2 separate regions of the Danio rerio genome follow, and region 2 is linked to region 1. A link is a contact called in public Hi-C data. All regions are on one chromosome and are shown on one strand. The core of a region is the stretch at or near the end of the contact, and the rest is flanking DNA. Distances in the headings are between cores, read along the strand shown. Region 1 overlaps si:ch211-120j21.2 (a long non-coding RNA gene). Region 2 overlaps si:ch211-120j21.2 (a long non-coding RNA gene).

What was found. Hi-C and Micro-C count contacts between places; a contact is called where the count stands out from the background.
Region 2: a Hi-C map of embryo shows a contact between it and region 1, with 1.6 times the contacts expected there. The contact joins two enhancer-like sites. A contact is called at or near these places in 2 of 18 Hi-C or Micro-C datasets (caudal fin and embryo).

Annotation. Positions count from the first base shown.
Region 1 is chr8:21,618,936-21,626,867 of GRCz12tu, reverse strand. si:ch211-120j21.2 (a long non-coding RNA gene) reads right to left here. Exons shown (of 10, transcript XR_002459373.3): 3 at 6,444-6,539; 4 at 4,545-4,679. Among named protein-coding and RNA genes, the nearest start is that of si:ch211-120j21.2, 15 kb to the right of the region's middle. Within about 2 kb of position 4,802, at least 6 of the 62 cell types and tissues checked have an H3K27ac peak or open chromatin away from gene starts, as enhancers often do.
Region 2 is chr8:21,654,133-21,662,064 of GRCz12tu, reverse strand. si:ch211-120j21.2 (a long non-coding RNA gene) reads right to left here. Exons shown (of 10, transcript XR_002459373.3): 5 at 6,704-6,827. Among named protein-coding and RNA genes, the nearest start is that of si:ch211-120j21.2, 50 kb to the right of the region's middle. Within about 2 kb of position 4,989, at least 4 of the 62 cell types and tissues checked have an H3K27ac peak or open chromatin away from gene starts, as enhancers often do.

The sequences.
Region 1 (7,932 bases), core at 3,553-6,052:
TTTGGACTGTGGGGGAAACTGAAGCACCTGGAGGAAACTCATGCCATCATGGGAGAACATGCAAACTCCACACAGAAATCTGGTCCAGCCGGGACTCGAAACAGCATCCTTCTTGCCTAACTACTGAGCCACCACGCCAACCTTATATTTCAAATTAGTGGACATATTACAGTTGAAGTCATAAAAGTTACAGTCATAAAAACAAATTTTACTCAATTTTTTTTTATGTCCTCAAAAGGTACAAAACTTGCCACTGGGGCAGCACCTTTTCAAAAGGTACACTTTTGGACCTTAAAGGTACAAATTAGTACATAAGTGCAAATGTGTGCTTGATGGCATTTTAAAGATAAAAAAGTGTATCCTGTAACACTTTACAATAACAATACATGAATAATGATTAAGTATTAATATGTAAACTAAACATCGTTATTAATTAATCATGAGTTAAGGCACGCGTTAATCATGAACTAACTTGAACTATAAAATGATTCACATGAGTTGACATGTAAATAACGACTACCTTAATTACTTGTGAGTACATGTTGTTAATAAATGTATTTATTAGGATTTAAGTTAAAGCTAAATGTAACCAACATGAAGTCATGAGCTGTTAATGTATAATTTTGGCATGACTGTACTTGAAGGGGCACATCACCATTAACTCATCCTTAACTACTAATCAACTCCTGTGTTTAAACTGTTCATTTTGATGATCGAACATGTTTCTAATGTTATTTAGTGGAAACGCACTAGACAGATGTGCATAAAGAGTTCATGAGTAGTTAAGAGTGGGTTAATGGTGATGTGCCCCTCCAAGTATAGTCATGATTAGACATGGGATGATAACCGTTTTCAAGGTATACCGCGGTTTGGAAAAGTCAAGGTTTTAAAACCACCAAAATTTTCTGCAATTCCGTTCCTAAGGTAAGAGTATGTTTTTTTTTAAATTACTTTTATTTTTTTATTTATTTTTTTAAGGAAAACCAGCAGAAAAAAATCCAAACAATGCCATTTTAAATTGTAAAGAAATCTGTTTATGAAAAAAATGAAGACAGCAGAAGTCAGTGATTCATTTGAATTATTCAGCCTGACATGTTTACTGCTACAAAATATTATAAATATTTCAAAAAATAAAACATATTGTTTTCAAAGGGAAAAAATTTTTTTGTTTTTACCAAGACATTTAAAAAGAATATATTTTAGAGCAGTAATCACAATACCGTGATACTGTGAAACTGGAATATCATACCGCCAGAATCTTATACCAGCCCATGCCTAGTCATGGTATAATTCTACATTGACATATTTTGAGTTCATGATGTTACATTAACCATAAACTAATGTGGTAATTAATACATTAATTACCAAACAATCATGTACTAACAACTAAATAATTAAGGTAGCCGTTATTCACACATGAACTCATGTTGTAGTTAAAGTTAATGACTAGTGCATGCCTTAACTCATAATTAGTTCATAATAAAGTAATGTTTAGTTTACATATTAACACATTATTCATGTACTGTTAATGTAAATTGTTACCATATATCCTTAAGAAACTAATGAGGATCTGTTAAATACAAAAGTGCACCTTACAACTCCCTAGTTTAAATTTTAAAATAGCATAATACCTCTCATTTACAGTGCATTATGCTTTATTAACACAGAAGAAATTCAGAGCGACTAAAAATGCAGGCCTGGCATGTCTTTGTGTAAATGTGTATGTGTGTGTCCTGTCGTCAGTCGAGTCACACTTTGGATGGCTTTAATTGTCCCCCTGACCCAGCGTTGTTAAACACCGAACTGCACTAAAACACACAGACAAACAGCTCTCTTACTCACACAGCAAATCCTTCATCCTCTTCAAGTGTTCGTGCTTCTGTCTGAGGACATACAGTGATCCCGGTGTTTAAACACATCAATGCACACCCTGCTCAGACAGAGAAAACATATTAAGACACATCCCATCATCACACACACTTGTCCACTCACTTACTCTCTCTGTCACACCGGGCGACTAATCTCACCCCAAATAGCTTGAATAACACCCAGCGCGCGCTGCTAAATTGGTGTGTGCGCATTGTGCGAGTCAATAACAGTGGATCTGGCTAATGCCGGTCCTAAATGGTGTCTCTAATTACTTGGCCTGGAGATGGCTTTTAGCTAAATCACATGCTTTCTGAAGAGCCTGTATCAACAGAGACAAGGGCTTGAACAATTACACTAGTCCTCTCTCCCCATGCGTGGCTTTACCCATCAGCCCCTGGCTCGCCGACGCTCCCTCATTAGCCGCTCTCCTGGACCTGGGTGTTTTTTTCAGTCCGTGTCGATGTTTCGTTCGGCCTGTCGTGGAGAGAGCTTACTTATGTTAATGTTTTCACTGGCAGGGGGAGAGCCAGAGATATGGATAAACAGAAGCGGACGAGGCGACTGTTGCTTTTAATTGATACTGGAGAGGTGTGACGAGATTGTTGTGTGGAGGACAGTGGAGTACGTACACACACACAGACACGACACATGCATACACTTGAACCGAGTGGTACGGCGACGACTCTCATGTTTTTTAATGTAACGTGATGATATTGAACGCTTTGAGTCGAGTTCGTAAGCTCTCTGTATTATTTGGTCAGCTGGTTTTGTTGAAAGGTGGTGACTAAGGGATGAAAAATGCTCTACAGTCTGCAATATTTTGTGGTCTTGCACATTTTCTTGATAGTAATTGGAACATTTATGTTTGTGGCGAGTTTTAAGAGTGGTGACTAATGAGACCAAGCAGGAATGTGGAAAATATTGCCTGTTTCCAAACAGGTTTCTCAATAAGAGTTGTGCACCAAGAAGACATAGAAATCAAAATGTAAACAGATTTGTTTTAATGTGGTTGTCCATGAAAATCCCAGTAGATCAGCAGTTTCTGAAATACTCAGACCAGCCTGTCTGGCACCAACAACCATGCCACATTCAAAGCCATTTAAATCACCTTTCCTCCACATTCTGATGCTTGGTTTGAACTGCAGCAGATCATCTTGATCATGTCTACATGCCTAAATGCATTGAGTTGCTGCCATGTGATTGGCTGATTAGAAATTTGTTAACGATCAGTTGGACAAGAGTACCAAATAAAGTGGCCGGTAAGCGCATATATTTATTCATACTGTTTATAAACAAAAACACAAATGATCACCAGATATTCCAGAATGGAATCTTTTATCAAATCAAAATTAAACACCCCAGTTAATTTTTAGCATTAGTATTTTTTACTCAGGCCTGACAGCAACAAGACAGGAGTGTACATGGAAATACAGAAAAGAAGAGGACTGAAAGAGAGAGGGAGAGAGAGGAGTAAAGGAGCTAAGTGGGGTTGGCTCTCTCAATAGTCATCCTGCTCCACCCTATTAGCCTTCAACCATCCTCTTCATCCAACAGCAGCATCCGTGTAACTCAACACTGACTCAAAGCCCATCCCGCTCTGAGAGAGGCAGAGGAGCCGAGAGCCTCCGAGTACTGGTGCCTCTGGCTCTTCACTTAAATAGCTGCACAATCATTCTGCATATTTCATTCTGTACCATTTCCAAATCAACAGTCTCTCTCTGTTCTGAAGCCCACGTGGCAATCATGAGCAGGCCTCTTCACCAGTCTGATCCAGTGGAACAACACGCACCAAATCCTCACACAAATGCTCTTATTTTCACTGCTCCTAAATTAAATATAACTTTTAAAGTGCAGTGTGTGTGTGTGTGTATTTGTGTGTGTGTGTGTGTCATTTCTGATAAGCAACAGAAAACCTACCATTGTAAGAACAAACAGAGAGTTCTTCCTCAAAAGTTTACTCCAAAACGAACATTGTGTCATCATTTATTTACCCTCATGTCATTCTGAACCTAGAAGAAATTTGTTTACCTTCAGAACACACACTCACTCTTCTTTAGCTTATTTCCTGCTTTATAAGGAGTTGCCACAGAGGAAGGAACCAACAAATACTCAGGCAAATATTTTCAGTGCCTGCAAGTAAACATCTAAAATAGCAGGTGTGATAATCTCAGACCAGGCTCAGTGGAAATACGTTGCCAAACCTACATTTTTGCTACATTTTGTAAATTCTGTATTTTGTAGTTTATTTTGATAAACCTAAACTTAAGGTGTTTGATATTTAATTTTAATATTTTTTTTTACGTATCTTCGCCCAACCCTGCTGCTACTGTATATTGGATGACCTTGGTAAGCTCCTAACAAATAATTACATGTTATCACACCAAATCCTCAATCCATTATTTAACATTTGATGAGAATCCAAAATGTTCCCCTGACAACAAGCTAATTTTTAAAAAAATAATTAAAATTAATTTTAGAAACAAAAGGTTTCTATAGTTTTATATATTTAGTTATCTGCAATAACCATAACATTTACACTTAAACCTTGCTAACAGATCCACAATAAACAAAGTATAATTACACAGGCACAAAAAAACGACACCCTTCACCTGTATACCATAAGAGCTGAAGTGAAACCGAGAGAGAAAGACACACAGAGGACATGTATTGAAAACCTGTGGGGTCTGTACTTTGAAGGAGGGGAATTCATAGGGCTCCGAAACAATGGCACCAGTCAACAGCGGGTCGGCTCTCTCTGTGCCTCGATCTCTTCTCCTTCACGAACACAAAAGCCAGCCGGCTGGATCACTCTGTGCAGAAGTGAAAGAAGAACATGGCATTTTAATGGGAGGGCTAACAGACAAGAGTGATAGAGTGAGCGTGCGTGTGCATGTGTGCGTGTGCGTGTGTGTGTCTGGGCCTCTTTATCTGAGTGATTGCCCCCAATTAGATCTGTGTTCGGGGCGGGTGAGACCACACTGGGTTCAGGGAGGGGGTTCAGCTGATGAGGGCCCCGTCTCCTGCTCATTAACCCCAGTCAAACATAACCGCAACGCAAAAAGAACATCAAAAACAACACGTTATTTTGTTTAATTGCGCATTTTAATTTTAGACGTGTAAACGTGTACCTGCATGGGAAAATACAGGGCTAATTCTGTGTGATTCCGCTGGTCTGGAAGGCACAGTTGTAAACAAATATTTGATCATGGCATGACAACATGTTTTCATGTTACTATGACCATGTTTCAACTTTATTTTATGGTTTTATAAGATTCAACTTGATGTTTTTAATTTAACCAAGTACAGAGAGGACAAAAAATGCTAACATTTTCTGAGGGCTGTTGAATGCTTTCTTCTAATTGGCAGATGAACAGGTTTTCAAGGAAACACACAGGTAAAGTAGTTCCAGGCAGATCTACAGTTCCATATCATTATGCTAAACGATCTAAATCAAATGAAAACAAAACGCTTTGGGTGAGATGTATAATAGAAACTAATCCTATACACAGCAGCAATTCGAGAACAAAAATCTGACAAATATCTTGAAATACGACACCTAAACTGTGTCTATACGCGTGGGAACCATCACAGCAATTTGCACCTATTTGATTCAGAGGCTAATTTGTAAGTGCTCCATGCCATGGCCGCCTCACCACATCTGGTATTTTCTATTAAATCAATGACCCCCACCAATAATTATTCCTTCACCGTAAAACCCAAAAAATAAGGTAACTCAAACCATTTGAGGAAACCGATTGGAACAAACCATTTCAGTACAAAAACTAATCCTAATGAGTAATGTAAACTTACTGCATTTGAGTAAACAAAGCAATTTGGGCACAGTAAAACCCAATAAATAAACTGACAACTTAATTACTTGATGTTCAATCCACTTGAATGTGGTAAACAATTAAGTCATACCTGTCTACATTGGGTTGTAAAAAAAAAGGGATACCAATTAAATAAGAGGTCTCACTTTAAAAAAGCCCACATAATGAATGCTGTTGATTGCTTTCATAACTATTTATGCTCTTTTAAGACAAAATTTGTTGTGTTAAAAATAAAATTTAAAAAATCAGCAAGATCGACATGTTTAGATGTTATTATTATTCATTCATTTTCTTGTTGGCTAAGTCCCTTTATTATTCTGGGGTCACCACAGCGGAATGAACCGCCAACTTATCCAGCAAGTTTTTACGCAGGGGATGGCCTTCCAGCCGCAACCCATCTCTGGGAAACATCCACACACACATTCACACACACACACACACTCATACACTACGGACAATTTAGCCTACCCAATTCACTTGTACCGCATGTCTTTGGACTGTGGGGGAAACCGGAGCACCCTGAGGAAACCCACGCGAACACAGGGAGAACATGCAAACTCCACACAAAAACGCCAACTGAGCCGAGGCTCGAACCAGCGACCCAGCGACCTTTTTGCTGTGAGGCGACAGCACTACCTACTGCGCCATTGCTTCGCCCATTATTATTATTATTATTATTATTATTATTATTATTATTATGTGTATATGTATGTTCCAACATGTACCCTAAACGTGTTCACTTACATTCCGATTCAAATTGCGTTTACAGAATCTGTTTGGGAAACAGCGTCTTATTGTCTCAGTCTTGCTTTGAGGATTGCATAGGAGAAGCAACAGCGCCTGTAATGAAAAGGAAAGGGAATCTTGTCATGTTTTATATTTATTTCAAAGTGTTTTTATGCCTAAATAAAATGAAAATGCAAAACAGATTCACATTGAAGACCAAGGGGGCGTCTCCTGGTGGTTCGGCAATATGGGTTGCGTATAGTGTAGACAATTATACAAGCGTATAGACAATTGGCTCTTTGATGTTTATTGCCATCTTTCATAGAAAGATTGAAAAAATGTGAGAAATACAGGAAAACACATTTACAGGATGATAGCAGGACAGAATTGTAAAATACGGGAGAATCCCGGGAAAAACGGGAGGGTTGACAGGTATGAATTAAGTTAACTTAATCGATTTGTGTTGGTAAAACATGAAGGAATTCAGTATAACCCAGTTGAATTAAAAAAAAAAAAATTCAAAGTTCAAAGTAATGTTCAACTTAATTTGTTTGTTTAAATTCAGCCCAAATAAATTGCTTGCAACCACATTTAATCTAAGGAATCATGTTTAAATCATTTTTTCAGAGTACATGCTGCCCTAAATTAAATGTAAAACAAACTTAAACAATTACATACATTACATACAGTACACTGTAAAAAAAAAAAATTCAGGGGTCCACACAATTCCTTCACGTTGTCCCAACACAAATCGATTAAGTTAGCGTAACAAATTTAAGTGGATTAAAAAAACCTCAAGAATTGTGTTATTTCAGCTCATTTTGAATAAGTATCTTGAACAAGCAGCAAAATTTATTTTTTGAGTGTCCAATGATTAAAAAAAATTTTAAACAAAAATTACATCAGTAACTATTTCATATTGATGTGTTAAATGTAATATAGCCTAAACTGTAAGTGTAATAATAGGGTAATGTAAAGTGTATTTATATAACGCATTTTATCATGTATGGCCATACACCCAAACGCTTCACACCACCACCAGTGTGCACTGTGCAGCATCCACTCGGATGATGCGACGGCAGCCACAGGATAACTACGCCAGTGCGCTCATCACACACCAGTTATAGGGAGATTGGAGAGACGAAGATAAAGCCAATTCAATAGATGGGGATGATTGGGAGGCCATGATGCGTAAGGGCTGAAGGAGGAAGTTTGGCAAGGACACCAGGGTTACACCCCTACTATTTACAAGAAGTGCCTTGGGATTTATTATGACCACAGAGAGTCAGTACCTTGGTTTAACGTCTTATCCTAAAGATGACACTCACTGACCATATATTGTTCCCTTCCCTTTACTGGGGCATTAGGACTCACACAGACTGTGGGTTGAGCGCCCCCTGCTGGTCTATTCAACACGACATTCAACAGCAACCTAGTTTTTCTCTAGGTTTTTACCATTTAAAACCAACTCTTAGCTCGTTTTTCTTTTTGAGATATATATATCCTT
Region 2 (7,932 bases), core at 3,740-6,239, 35 kb before region 1:
TATTTTCAAGCAGGCAATATATTAGCTTTAAACATTTAGGATACTATTATTATTGGCTCTTGGCATACTCGATTAAAAACAGGATAGAATAAATATGGTAATAGCCTAAAATCATCAACGCTTATCTTTTTAATCCCTAAAACAGATTTACTTAGTCATTGATGTTACAACAAACTGTGACTAATCTAAAGCCTATCTTTATATTTGTCTAACAGTAGGCCTATGTGGCGTATAGGTCATTTTTCGCTTCAGAAGAGATAAACTTAACCGGAATTAGAGGCGTGTCCCGGGAACTATTCGGGCATTGTAACCTATTCTGTGGTCACTCGGAGGCGCTGTTGAACACAGCTTTGTACCACTCATTCTTCAACTAAAATCATTTGCAAGACCATTTGTCAACCGACATAAGAGAACAACCAAGATGGATAAAACGCTTTACAGAAGCTTAAATAAAAATTACAAATTAGGCATCCCATAGTTTAAACCTGAAAATTATTTACAGAGAGACATTTAGTTGTGTTTATTATAGCTAATACACAAAATATAAAGTGTTGAAATTATTTTTTGAGCCAGTTTGGTGCTGAATAAAGCTGTTTTATCAGAGTCCACCACAAAGCTGGGATTAAGCTTCCATACCACAAATTATTAAGTATATAAAAAAACACTAATATTGTTTTTCATTATATAAATTATGTAATTTTAGAAGCACGTCCTTAACATTGAAACATGGCTTGATTTAAATATTTTATTTGTAAAAAAAAATAAAAATAATAATAATAATAATAATTCTCGAAATTATTAAAATATAAAAGTGTCCCTTGATTATTTTAAATTCGGTTGACTGCTTTTTTTATCAACTAGTGAAATCAAACGATACTGCTGTGCAAATAGCAGGTGAATAAAGTTTAAGTCAATATTTTGAGTTTAGTCTGACGGCTGACTAAAATTAAACGCGCAGACTTGTGGGAAATAATTATACGATGAGGCTCAGAGATCGAAGAGGGTGAAGAAAACCGAGTGATTCAAGACTTTTTACGCGGTTCCCTATAGAAATGTCCTAACACCATGAAGGACATTGTCCTCCCGGTCACCTCTCAGCGTCGATATTTCAATGGAATGCAAATGTCGGGGTCTACAGGGCTTGCTGTGGGTGATCCATTGATTTAGGATGAATACAGTGGCTACTTTCAACCCCTTCACAGTTATTAGGCCTAATAGAAAAACATAAAATAAAGGGAAGAAAAAGAAGAAGGGATCCGCACAAATGGTGCGAATTGCTCGCCTCCTCCAAGCCCTCTCCAACAGTTTGGCCAGCAATTTGCATTCCTTTGTACGACAACTTGTAATCCTCCCCTCAGCATGCCAAGAAACACACAACAGATTTATTGTCCCAGTCAACAAATCGTTTAGGTCATCCCAAACCTATTACAGCCTAATGCAGCGAGAGAGAGCCTCCAGACCCGGCTCTCCCCTCGGTCTCATCACACGAACCACTGGTTTCCAAACACCGACGAGGAGCCCATAGCTCGGCCGCTTTGTTGAGACCCCGATCTATTCATGCCAAATACACTTCTGAGGACTAAACCACTTCTCGAGGTGGGCTGGAAGGGCAATAAGCACGTCTGATTCTCAGGCCTGGCTGCCCTTCTGTTGTGGTGGAGAGAAAACTCAATTTGCCAGCTGAAACATTTATTTCACTTTATATATTTTTTCACACAGGCCTAATTGCCGTTAAATTTGATTTTGAACAAATAATTACACGAATGTATTAGACAGACAGACAGACAGACAGACAGACAGACAGAGATAGATAGATAGATAGATAGATAGATAGATAGATAGATAGATAGATAGATAGATAGATAGATAGATAGATAGATAGATAGATAGATAGATAGATAGATAGATAGATAGATAGATGAAAGAAATCACTTTATTGTTCTATCTAATTGACCTGTGTCTGTTTAAGACGGTAATGGTGGCAAGAGCACGTCCTCAAGAAACGGCACTGAGACGTGTGTTAGTTTTGCGTGCAAGGCTGTTAGTGCAGAAAGAAAAAGAGAAAAGAGGAGACTAGAGCCCATCTGCTCGCCTTTGTGTCGCACAATCCAAGACTCCAATGAGGGGTCATCTGAAGAAGAGAGGGATCGCCCGCGGAGAGAACCACAGAAAAACCAAACAAGTCTTTGATTCTATTCGTTTTGTTTGGAAACACACATTGATTTAATTCTAGCGTTTTCCCTGTTCCCTTCTTCCAGGTAAAAAAAGGGCACTATAGCCTATTCGATTCTGTCTAAGAGACAAATAGACTGGTAAATAAAGGCTCCAGTATGAAAAACACAAACAATCGAGTGTACATAGCTCACAATAATAAGCATTTGAAGTAAATACACCCATGATTTATATAATAAAATGCATTAGACTAATATAAATATAACATAGCAGGCCTACGTAATTCCCTGATCATTTGTGAAATCCTACTTTTTTCCCCAAAGAATAGCAATTATGTGGTGATTGCAACAATATTACATAATGAAGCGTCAGACTTGTAAAATAAATTGTGGATCTGAATCCGTTCAAAGGCTGATCGCTGCACCGGCCAACTGGCCTTCGGAATACTGTAATAAACTGAAGAAAAGCTTGCTTTATTATTATTATTCTGATACTATTAAATAACACGACAGATCCCGCACCACACACAAAATCAGCTGCTTGAGAAATACGACACTATAGTGCAGGCCTATGCAGCAGCCAAAATTCTGATTTGTGTAATTCTGATTTTAATTGTGCGTTTCCTTCCTCACACTGAAATGTCATTTTTACCAGTGATTCCATTACATGACATCATTCAGGGAGCATGAAACTTCGGCGGCATCTCCAGCTCGATTCGATGTGTTAGTCGGCTTGGAACCAAAGTTAAAACATATGTTCATCTGCAGTGGCTTTTCTTCCTCAGAGCCACATTGGTCTGTTCTGGGTTTTGATGGCTTATACTGCAATGCTCATTAAATAATTATGTTTATTATAAAACAATAAAATGATTTTTAAAAATAAAATAAAATGTGGTAAAACATCCCATTAAAGCCTACTCAACATAAAAGCAATAATATGCTAACCACAAAATTAGGCTAACAATAAGCAAAATAATGTACACTGCGTATTGAAACGTTATTAAAATGATTAATGATAACATGAATAGGCCTAATAATAATAACAATAATCATAACAGTAAACGTGCAATTTTTGTTATCATGATCTATATTTATTGTTACTATTTAATGCAGCAGATAACCGTAAATAATCCTGCAAATAGTTGATTTTAAAAATCTGCATACATGCGTTCTGTTTTTGATTTATCTTTTATCGAATTGAATTTTCCGTCTTTATGCATTAAGTCAATTAAACCGTGGCTTTTCAGGAGCGTGTTTGTAAATTGTACTTGGCAAAGAACTGTGGAGCTTTTCACTATTGGGCTTTCTTGAGTTTCAAAGGCTTTATTTATTTATTCATTTATTTTGTTCATAATTAATTCTTCTTCCCAGAACCTCTGTGAAATATTGATAGAAGCTGCAGAACTATTATATTTCTGTCTAAACGGACAACTCGCAGCTGCTTTATTGAAAATAAATCAGGTTTGGACACAGAAAAAAAACACTCTGAAGAAGCTGTTCTGGGTGTGTTTTGAGTTAGGCATAACGTTTCACGCGTGTCAGAAACTGAAGGAAATCCCGAAAACCAAAAATATATATACATTTTAAGCAGTCCCGATTCTGTTCCAATACGTTTGTGTGTAAGCTAAACAAATATTAAAATCCCACTCTTTCAGACGTTTTAAAATGTCTATAATAACACCGTCTGGGTTGGGTTAAACCCAGGTTTGTTTCTCGTTCACTGTAGCGGGAAAATAAGAACTGTTGTTCCGAGCTCAAAGAAAAACCTACATCAGCATGTAGCCTATAAATGTATACATTTAATCGCCCTGCGCACACGCGCGCGTCGGTAGCTACTGTGTCTCGTTTGAAAAGACTTTCCACAGCTTAGCACAGTATTGTATCCAATAAAAAGCCGCTGCCCCGAGTCAACTGAGTAAATAAGATTTATTTATTCACAATTCTGGGCTATCTTATCCCCCCTCTTAATTCAGCGTGTGCAAATAAGTCAATGATTCATGTGGTCAATTTTAAATATGTTTGTTAATAATGTTAACAGGTCTACAACATGTCATCTCTACAACAATTAAAATGAACAGTTTCTATGCTCCAGCATCAAATCTGCCCACAAATTACTTTAACATTTATATGCTGAAGTCTTAAAGAGGCCATTGAAATATATTGTCTGTATAAAGTAATCCATAATTAGGCTGCAAGACCCCCTCATCCTCGTTTTGACCTCCTTAACATGAGTTCAGGCCTTAATTAGGGAGTTCACACTCTCAGTTCCTCCATAATTTGCACCTTGATTTTATTGAATAAGGAGCTCTGCAAATAGGCTTTTAACAAAACTGGAAGGATATATTTACATGGTTGCACTGAGTAGTGAGATGCACTTAATCTCGTCGCACATGTATATTGTAAACGTGTACAGTGACAATAAAAGGCTATTTATTCTATTCTAAAAGGTTGTTAAGCTTCACTGAGGAAGTACTAGAAAAAATGCAAAAACAATGAAAATTCTCATGTCCATCATCAGGGAAATAATTTTTAAAAATCCAGTCAATTGTAAATGTTATCAGTCTAAAAAACTCTTTTTTGAGCAAAAAATAAAATGTAAAACTCTTAAACCATAAAGATTTTTTTTCTCAGTGTTCTTTCCTCATTATTACCAAAGGCCAATATTAGTGGAAGGCGCTGTATCTGTCATTTTCACCAGCGCCCCTATTCCTGGATGTCTCAGTGAGTCCATAGACAAGTAATACAGACAGTGGTTTGCAGATGGAGGTGGTGGTGAGGAGATAAGCAGGTGTTTGTTCTTTGCAGAGCTAGTGTGTCTCAGTATAGTGAGGCCCCCCAAATCCCACCCCTTCCTCAATGATCACAGCCCTCATTCTGCAGCCACCTCCACTTGGCTGTTCCCCCCCGGCTTTGATCAAAGCCCTCCCACCCACCCACCCACACACACCCACACACACACGCACGCACGCACACACACACACACACACACACACAAATACAGCTGCCCATGTGTGAGCTTCTGCCACACACAAACACACACATACCATAAAAAAAAGAGTCCTCTGGGTGGGATAGCCGTGTTTGTGCAGTAGGGTGCAATGGATTGAAAGAAAAGAGATTGCCAAAAAGCTTGTGTGCGAGAAATGTGTTAGTGCTGGTAGCAACAACAGACTGAAAGCAAAGGAGTGCTTATGAAAGAGAGAGAGGGAGAGAGTGAGAGGGAGAGAAAGAGAGAGTGAGTAAGTGAGCCTGAGAGTTCACTGTTGTTTTGTGTACATGATTAAGCAACATGGGCTTTCAGATGTTTAGGCAGGCCTTCTCAACATACAAACAGACAAGACCACAAATGAAAGCCCACAAACTTGTTGTCAGTAAACATATGAGAAAAGTACAGCCATATGGCAACACCTGCATGTGCTTATTGTTCCAACGCCAACTGGAACAGTGCTTTGATTTTTCACTTGAATTGACATTGTAAGTTTCACACGATTACATTTGTTGAAAAGGAGTTATCAGCAACAAATGAACGTGTGAAACAAATGAACAAATAAAAGACCAGTATATTGCTATACATTTCTCAGTGCATTTAAACTAAAAAGATTAAACAGATTTATTTATTAAAATAATATTTTAGCCATCAAACATATTTAGAAATTGAAAGATAATACAATTAAATTCAAGCAAAATATTGCAAAAATTAAAATATATTAATATATATATATATATATATTTAATACATATTAATATATATATATATATATATATATATATATATATATATATATATATATATATATATTAAAATATTGAAAAAATTACAAACTACAAAATTTCAACTACATTTTTTCATTTTTTTGCTTCTCGTGAAATTTCCTCTTTTTCAAATTTGTATTTAATATTTTTCTATAACATATACATTTGGGTGTACTAGTTTTTGGACTGTTATCTTAAGTTATTTTGTTAGATAAGCTCCAGATTTGGCTTTAGTACTGACTAATGTATATGCACAAATATAATACTGTGTAGCTTAATATTAAAAATGTGAATTTAAAGATAGATTTGTGAGGGGTGTACTCATATATGCTGAGCAGTGTATATGGCACTAAATAATAAAAACAGTATATCGGAACCATAGCTAAAAAAATCAAATAATATAATATTTAATTAACACAAAAGATACATATATTTTAATATTGTCTTATGAATAAAAATGATAACATGTATCCTAAAGCATTTTAACAAATTGAATTCCTCTTTATCTTTCTCCACCATAAACTTTTCATCTCCTCAGCCTATGAAAACAATTTAATGGCCAATTATTTAATAAAAAAAAACTCCAGTTGATAAGAGCTAAAAAATATTTTCATTTACCTTAAAAGAGAATGAAGGGATAGGAAAGAAAACAGTTGCAGTTTTATCAAAGAAATGTCTAAACTGGATTAAAAAAAGTTGGACGTTAATTATGATAAATTATGCACATGCAACACAAAGCCGTAAAAAGCATAAACAGTAAGACAAAATACAGCACGCACCTATCATGAGTCTGTCATAAAAACATCAACTGGCTTTTTTCTTTACATCTCAAGGTTGTTGTCACAGCACTTATGGTTGAGATCAAAGCAGGGCATCCTGAAAACTGCCAAAGGGTAGACCGAGCTGAAAGACAATCATAAGAGAGACAGTGGTAAGAGGATGACACATAGAGAGTCATGACTGCACCCTACCCAATGTACAATGTGCCTTATGCCAATGAGAGATTCCTCACACAGGCCTGTTGTCTACAAATCCACATGGATAAGAATTTCACTTATACAGAAAAAAAACAGAGAGTGTTTTTTAGGCATCGTCTTTGTGCTTCTCAGAAGTGATCAGATGTTTTTAATGCAGCTAGGCTCTAAATAAACACCCTCCAGCTGCTGTTATTTTATCAACAGAGCTTGACAAATTTTGTGCATTATTTTTTTACATAAAGCATAATGTGGAACAATTTAAGGGTCTTAAATCCAGTCTAAACTTCTGCAAAACTAAAATAAGCCATGTTAATTCTTGCACTTACAAAATTAATGCACATCTCTAAATGTAACAAACCGTTTATCTAACTAAGTTTTTAAAAATTTTTTACCCTGAAGGTAATAAAACATGCAAAACCCATTATTTTAATTTACTCCTAAGCGTGTGCGAATAAACAATAACACAAAGAATGGTAAAACACAGGCCTTTTCCATGAGGATGGAAAGCATATTCATCCATAATGCATGATATGACGTTAGCTAGTTGCTCATTCCTTCCAAATGTTTCATCTGGTTCTCCTGACTCTCTTCAAGTGCTGATACCAGACAGAGAGACAGAAACTCATGAAACTCTAATCCCCTGCCTGTTTATGTAAGCTCCTGCCAGTGCTGTTAAACAGCCTCTTATTTTTGGTTCAACCTGTGGAGAGGCCAAAAACCCAAACTATTGAGCCGGTCTGAGAAACAGTGTATGTTTGTGAGGCCGAGTGTTTATAAGAGAGAGAGGGAGAGATGGAAGAGAAAAAGAAGCTAACAAATACCAAGACGTTTAATTCACTTTTTTGCTATTTTACCATCTGCTACTGCTTTTTAAAAGCTTTTGTGTAATGCCTAATAGTTTTATAAATAAAACCACAAAAATGTTGTTTATTTTGCTGGCTAACATACACAACAAATAACAGGTTTGTGGCCTTTATCTGCTCCACAAGTTGTAAATGAGATGTGGTACTTTCAGGACATCAGTAATCGCA